Linked DNA regions of Rattus norvegicus: region 1 is linked to region 2. The links are chromatin contacts, called in public Hi-C maps. All regions are on one chromosome and are shown on one strand. The core of a region is the stretch at or near the end of the contact, and the rest is flanking DNA. Distances in the headings are between cores, read along the strand shown. Region 1 has its middle 110 kb from the start of Phlda1. Region 2 holds the start of Phlda1 (pleckstrin homology-like domain, family A, member 1).

Evidence for each region. A called contact is a pair of places that touch in the nucleus more often than the background predicts.
Region 1: a contact with region 2 is called in a Hi-C map of Schwann cells, with 5 times the contacts expected there. The contact joins the enhancer-like site here to the promoter of Phlda1 in region 2. A contact is called at or near these places in 6 of 12 Hi-C or Micro-C datasets (the A7r5 cell line, Schwann cells, frontal cortex and 3 more) and 1 of 1 datasets of contacts at active chromatin or transcription factors (oligodendrocytes).

Annotation. Positions count from the first base shown.
Region 1 is chr7:48,964,122-48,967,754 of GRCr8, reverse strand. No RefSeq gene overlaps it. Among named protein-coding and RNA genes, the nearest start is that of Phlda1, 110 kb to the right of the region's middle. Within about 2 kb of position 1,749, at least 25 of the 93 cell types and tissues checked have an H3K27ac peak or open chromatin away from gene starts, as enhancers often do. A contact at or near this core is called in the A7r5 cell line, Schwann cells and liver, where this site is marked.
Region 2 is chr7:48,851,552-48,855,229 of GRCr8, reverse strand. Phlda1 (pleckstrin homology-like domain, family A, member 1) reads right to left here and starts at 1,540. Exons shown (of 2, transcript NM_017180.2): 1 at 293-1,540. The coding sequence starts at 1,539. The coding sequence ends at 319.

The sequences.
Region 1 (3,633 bases), core at 500-2,999, 110 kb before region 2:
GCATGTGTCTTCATGTCTAAGGACCTGAGTTCAATCCCTGGGAGCATGTGGTAGAAGGAAAGAACTGACTCCTGAGAGTTTGCCTATGATGTCTGCACATGCACACCTCTCCCACACACCCAAAATTGAAATTCAAAAACATTCTCAGAAATTCATCTGTTTGTTCCAAGCCCCTACTCCATCCTACCCCACCCCCACCCCAACCCCAAAACCACCAAACCAAAACCCTGGGGAAATAAATGGAGACATCTTCTGGCCAAAATGATTCACTGTGTTTCATCATATCTAATAGTCTACTTACTGTAGGAAACATTATTTTGCCCATTAACCACCCCCCCCCAAAAAAATAAAATTGAGACGAAGGGTGCAGCTGAGTGGTTAGAGCTCATTTAACATGCACGGGGTTCTAGGTTGGATCCTTCATCTCCACATTACCAACTGGGCATTTGAGGTCATCTTTAGCTCATCAGTGAGTTTGAAGTCAACCTGAGCCACATGAGATGCTTCCAAGAGAGAGAGAGAATGAGAATGAATAGAAAAACCACAGGCAATTAGAAGGGTGTGGTGTCATACGTATAATCCCAGTACTTAGGAGGCTCAGGCAGGATCCTGAGTTTGAGGCCAACCTTAGCTACATAGCAAAATGTTGTCTAAAAAAAAATGGGGGGGGGGCTATCAATGTGTAATATACATCAATAATTAAAAAAAATGCTTGCCTCTCTAATGCAGAGCTGTGAAACTATGAAAACACAGGCATCGTCAAAGCAGGAAACAATGACCCAACTCTGTTACTGTACCAATTCTCTCATGCCTGCCAGTTGTCTTTCCCAGGCTGACAAAGTGACAGATACAAGAGATTTTAAGACACATGGCTCAGTTAATCTACAGGTTCCCCCTACCCATTAAATGACTTAACGCACCCTCTAGATGTTTCTTCCAAAGAAAGCATATGTTCTGTACCTCCAGGGAGAAGAAATAAGCAGCAGGAGGGGACTTAGGATCAAAGAGATGAGAGTGCAGGAGAGAGGAGTACCTAGAGTCTGCCAAAGCAAACACACAGGCAGGCAGTGGGAGCAGGGCAGGCATTGCCTGCAAAACCCCTCGCAAAGGAGGCTTCGAAGACTTCAGCAATGCGGTCTGAGCTTCCACAGCTGTGAGCTGGGAAGAGCCCCGAGTGAGGGCTGAGAACCTAAGACTTGCTCCTCCAGCCTGGATCCTGGCTGGAGACCAATGCTGCCCCTGGCTGGTATTTACAAAGACCTGGTGCAGGGCCAGCTGGCTACGGGAGGCATGTTTCTGTATCATTCGTCACTCACAAAGTGCTCTGCAGCTGGAAGAGAGGCACAGCGGCCATAGCCAAGGAAGCCCAAGTTTGGCCGCTCTCCTTTTCCCTCTTCTCCCCTTCCTCAAGAGAAAAACCCCAGCAGTGCTTGGAACCTAAGAGAAAGAGAGCTAGGAGAGGTGACTTCCGGCTGTAAGTGTACTCCAGAACAATCCACTCAACACCATTGGCACTTGAGTCCTGGGGACTCAGTGGGTTAAGGACATCGAGCCCATGATGCTAGTTTTTACTGGGATCTATTTCGTTTCTGTGGTTCTTTGGGTCAATTCCCTCCCAGTGGTACGGAAAGGAACTTTCCAGGGAAGTCGCTCTCTCCATCCAGCCCCCTTTTCCCACCTGCTTTCACACCATCTTCCTGCCAGTCCCTCTTAGTCCCTCCAGGGATCAGTCATAGAAATGGTGGCTCAGAGCAACCCAGAAAACAGGGGGAGGAGTCTAAACTTCATCATAACCTTGAAAACTGGGAAGTGTTCACAACAGAAAAAAAAAAAAAAAAGGAAGACAGAGAAGAGGGGCATGACTCTGATTCACAGAAAAAGCAGAATGCCCACGTGTGCTGAATTAGTCAGTGCCACAGGCTAGGGAGGGTAGACAGTGGTGGCCATTCAAGCGGGCAGTGGGAGCCCAGCCACTGACATTTACAACAATGCCCCTTGCAAATCCAGGATCTTACCCCCAGAATTTCATAGATTTATCTTTTGAAAGGCCATTCTTCCAGCAAGCTGGGTCCACGGTTAAACCGAAAGAGAAAATATTTCTATGATTTGGCAAGAGTCACACCCCCACGTAAGCTATTAATGTATTTGGCAGGCAAGAGAGAAAGAGAGAGACCTCCAAAAAGGAAAAAAAGAAAAGAAGAAAAAAGGTCGGTTCTAGGATGATCATCACACACAGAGAGAAAGAAAATATCAAAGACCATTTCCAGAAAGGATTAGAACAAATACTTCTTCTGAAGTCCCGGGTGATCCCTGGAGAGGGGAGGGTGGGAGGGAACCTCACAGTGCAGGTGTGCTGGCCCTGCTCCAGGACTGCAAACACCAGTCCAGACGACAACTGTGGCTTGCCTTTGGATGCATAGATCTTGCCTTTACACTCCCAAGTGGAATTTCACAGAGATGGCTTGAAACCCCACACCCCCATTCCCAAAGTGAGAAAAGCCCTATACCAATCCTCTGTACTTTGTACCTCCAGCTCCTGTGACCAGTAACACAGCACACTGCAAGTCAGGCCCCCTGGAGTACATTGTCCCATTTATCTCCCTCATTGAAATGATGTTAGTGTCCATTTGCCTCAGCTTCCTGAGAATGGAAGCTACCCCTATCTGATTCAGGGTTTGTTTGTTTTGTTTTGTTTTGTTTTTTTGTTTTAACGTTAAAACTTAAAACTGTGCCTCCTCTGAGGCACACCTTGGCCAGCCCATTAGGGGAACAGTTGGAGTAGTTCTTACCCCATGAGAACTCCTTCCTCCATAGTAAGACTTAGAGATTGCCTCTGTATCCATATTGTTTGCCCCTTCTGTAAACTGCTGTCCAAGTTTTAGAGTCTACCAAGGCCCACAGCACAGAATCTAGGTCTTTGTCCATTGCTTCTTAGACCCAGCACAAACATTGCCACATTAGCATCTGAGAGACGCAAACTTGTCTGCTTTCTCCCTTTTGAACTCACTCTTGACTGTTTTAGTGTTTTTTTACCAACCTGATCTGAGCGGTTACACCGATGTAACTCAGATCCACTGGAACTCCTGTCCTGTAGAGATCAGGTCCCACTGTGCAGGTTTGCTGAGCTCAGGAATGGTCCCTGGTGAGGGAACCAGTTCTTTAACTCTTAGTGAGCAGACTCTGGCCTGAGCTCTGGGGATCAAGCATAGACCATTCCGTACCCCGACGACTCATCATCAGCTGTACCGTGTTCTTGCCCTCTCCCAGACCCGGTTCTCCTCACTTGGATCTGACGAGCCCTTTAGTGCAGTTATAATTCGTACCTGCCTTTTCCTTATACTCCTTCGGTGGCCACAAGAAATGACAAGCTCCCTCTCATCCTCCCTAGCCCTCACTTTTCCTGTCAAATCACAGGTTACACAGGGGACCCCCGCAGCACCCTAACCAAGGTCATGCCACTGCCACCCCAGCAAGGATGTGTCCATCTCATAAAGCATAAGGAACTACAGCCACGAGGATTCTGCCTACAGACGCTTCACCCTGAGATACCTCAGCCTCGGTTGCCTTTTTATCACACACAGTAGGGCTCCTTTCGGATGAGTCCCTATTTAGATGCCAATTGCTTTTTCCAGA
Region 2 (3,678 bases), core at 291-2,790:
GGCACACAATAAAGTAGCACTAAGGAGGATGGCAGTGAACTAGAGTGATCCAGTGCTGCGGGGTAGGTGGTCTATCCCCCGTGCCCAGCTCCCTGGTGAAATTCCTCCCGCTCTTCCTTCCCCGCCCGGCCTCTACAAGTTCCAGCCTGCCTATCTTTTTGCCACCTCTCCACAAACTTGAAACGATTTCTTTTTACTTTGCTTCGGAAGCGGAACCGGTCAACAAGCTTTCCTCTCTTCCCAACAGTCATGCTGGCAGGTTTCTAGGAGTCCCAAGTTGCCAGGACCTTACCTTGAGTGGCCCGGGTGCCGCCCTCTTCAGGCAGAGTTGGAGGTGCTGCGGAGAAGCCGGTGGCCCTGTGGCTGCGAGTGGAGAGGCTGGTGCGCATGCTGGAGTTGGTGTGGATGAGGGTGAGGGTGCGGGTGCGGGTGCGAGTGCGCGTGAGGGTGAGGGTGAGGGTAAAGATGAGGATGCGGGTGCGGGTAGGAGTGGAGCTGTTGGGGCTGGGGCTGCTGCTGGGGTTGGGGCTGAGGTTGGGGTTGGGGTTGGGGTTGAGGCTGGATCTGCGGCTGGGGCTGGGGTTGGATCTGCGGCTGGGGCTGGGGTTGGATCTGCTGCGTCTGCGGAGGCTGCTGCTGGACCAGGTGCTGCTGCTTCTGCCTCGTAGACTTGACCGCCAGTATGGCCTGACGATTTTTGTACTGCACCATCTGCAACGTGATCTCTGCGTTCCAGCCCTGGTCCTGGGGACACCGAAAGTCGATCTCTTTGCCCTCCGCCATCACCACAGTGAAGTACATATACTTGCCCTTGCGCTCCACGCAGTCTACAGTCTTCATATTGGAAAAGTGCAATTCCTTCAGCTTGGCTGGTGGCTCAAGGCTGGTGACGGCGGGGCCACTAGGTTGGGACGGTTCGGCTGTCCCCTGCCCGGGCTGTTGCTGCTGCTGTTGCTGCTGCTGATGTTGTACCTGCTTGGGCGGTATGAGCAGTAGCCCTTCCTCAGTGAGGATGCAGCACTTTTTCTTCCAGAGCTGCAGCAGCCCGTCGCTTCGCTTTTCCAGCACTCCTTCCTTCAGCGCCTTGCAACCGCTGCTCTCCAGCATCCTTCCGGCATAAGGGGTGCTGCTGCTCCGCTCGGCCTTTAGGCTTCCAGACGCTCCGGCTGGGGGTAGCAGTAGCAGCCGTGCGCTGTCCTCGCTCCAGCGGCTTCCGCGGCCGCCTGCCCGGAGCGCACAGAGAAGGCTGACTCGCAGGAGACAGAGCGGTGGCGGTGGCGGCGGTGGCTCGGGGTCCCGGCAGAGGGACAGGCGAGTCCTGACCCGCCACAAGATCCCGGAGCCGTGAGCGGGCTGCTCTCTGCCGTCTTCCGCGGAGCGCTCACTGAAGGGCACTGGCCGGGGCCCCTCGCAGCGCTTTTCAATGGGCCACCCTCCCCACCCCCGAGTGACACCCAGCGGAAAAGGCGGCTCCTGGCTCCCGCGCCGCGGGGGAAAACCCAGCTCCGAGAGGCGCTCGGCAGCCGGCGTACGCCTCATTAACTTGGGGCCTTCCCAGTGCCCGCCGTGGACACGCCCCCGCCGCTGGCTCCGCCCCCGCCGGCTCCGCCCCGCCGCCCACGGCCTCCCGCGCCGCCTGGAAGCCGGGCTCCGGAAACTCTTGGCGGCTCCACGCGGTCGCTGAGGTCGCCGCGGCTGCCGGGCGGCGACTGCCGACGCCCAGAGGGCGCCGAAAGGCCAACCCCACAGTCCCGCCCTTCCCAGGCGGGTGGGCTCTCCGCTGCGGGGGCGAGTAGCAGATCCAGGCAGGCCTGGGGAGCCATCCCTGGGGTTAGCGCGGAGCCGGTTCCAGACCAAGGCATAAAACTTAGGGAACCCAGTTCCATAGTGTGCATTTCCCCCCATACCTATGTAAACACCTCAGGGAACAAAGCCCAAGTGTGCTTCGAGCTTTTTTCAGTCATTAAATAATCCTTCCTGGAGAAATTAGCAAAGTCAAAACAATAAAGCTGAGGATTTGATGTAGTGGCAGGAAAAGAAGGGTGGACTCGCTCCAGGTATATATTCTTGACTTCCTTTTCCAACACAGGGCACAGGCAAAATAGCCAGACTCACCAAGCTCTCGTGGTTTTATTTGTTGGGGGGAGGGGGTGTTTGTTTTGCTTTGTTGGTTTTCGTGTTTATATTTTGCTTGTGTGTATACATTACATAGTACGTATATTGTATGTGAATGCAGGTCAGAAATCAGCAGGTCCCTGGAACCGGTAGTGACCCACCCTACAGGTTCTGGGAATTGAACGAGGGTCCTCTGCTAGGGCTGCAATTTCTCTAGCTCCTCAGGTTTCCTTTCAGATCAGACCTTGCAGTCAGTCCATAGCAGTAGCAGGGTAGGCAGTTGTCCAGTACTGGGAGATCCCACACATAAGCCTTGGCGAATATCCTATAAACACCTATGGGTATCTGACTCTGGGAAGGTCCTAGTCCCAGTCTTGCATTTAAACCTTTCAGACACTGCTTCCTGATAAGGTAGAATAAAAGGCATGGATAATAGTCTCCAGTTTGAGGGGTTGGGGATTTAGCTCAGTGGTAGAGCGCAAGGCCCTGGGTTCGGTCCCCAGCTCCGAAAAAAAAAAAAAAAAAAAAGAAAAATAGTCTCCAGTTTAGGAAAATAACCTCTAAGTCTTCTCTCATAATAAAGAGATAGGATAAAACAGTCTCGGTCAAACAAGGGCTGCTGCCACACTGCGAGAAGTCAAGAATCCAATTGAAGAAAATGGAGAGGATGAATTACGCACATGTTTTTGTGTGTCCTGCTAAGAAATTCGAACTTAATCTGAGAGCTAGCAGAAGAGTCCCTTTAAAAATAGGTTTTTTCTTTTCTTTTTTTCCCCATCTTTATTAACTTGAGTATTTATTTACATTTCGAATGTTATTCCCTTTCCCCGCTTCCGGGCCAACATCCCCCTAACCCCTCCCCCTCCCCTTCTATATGGCCTTCCCCTCCCCATCCTCCCCCCATTACCACCCTTCCCCCAACAATCACGTTCACTGGGTGTTCAGTCTTGGCAGGACCAAGGGCTTCCCCTTCCACTGGTGCCCTTACTAGGCTTTATTCATTGCTACCTATGCAGTTGGAGCCCAGGGTCAGTCCATGTATAGTCTTTGGGTAGTGGCTTAGTCCCTGGAAGCTCTGGTTGGTTGGCATTGTTGTTCATATGGGGTCTCAAGCCCCTTCAAGCTTTCAGTTCTTTCTCTGATTCCTTCAACTGGGATCCCGTTCTCAGTTCAGTGGTTTGCTGCTGGCATTCACCTATGTATTTGCCATATTCTGGCTGTGTCTCTCAGGAGAGATCTACATCCAGTTCCTGTCAGCCTGCACTTCTTTGCTTCATCCATCTTATCTAGTTTGGTGGCAGTATATGTATGGGCCACATGTGGGGCAAAAAACAGGGTTCTTGAACCTTCATTAAATAGTTCATTAAAGGTTCTGATCAAATGGACCAGTTCAAAAATAACTTTAAATGAGTTTTAAATTTGGCTTGTATTTCAGGGCTTTTTCAATGCTTTTTTTTTTAATCCAAAAAAGGAAAGATTTCTCTTTTTTTAGATTTATTTATTATATGAGTACACCATAGTTGTCTTCACACACACCAGAAGAGGGCATCAGATCTGATTACA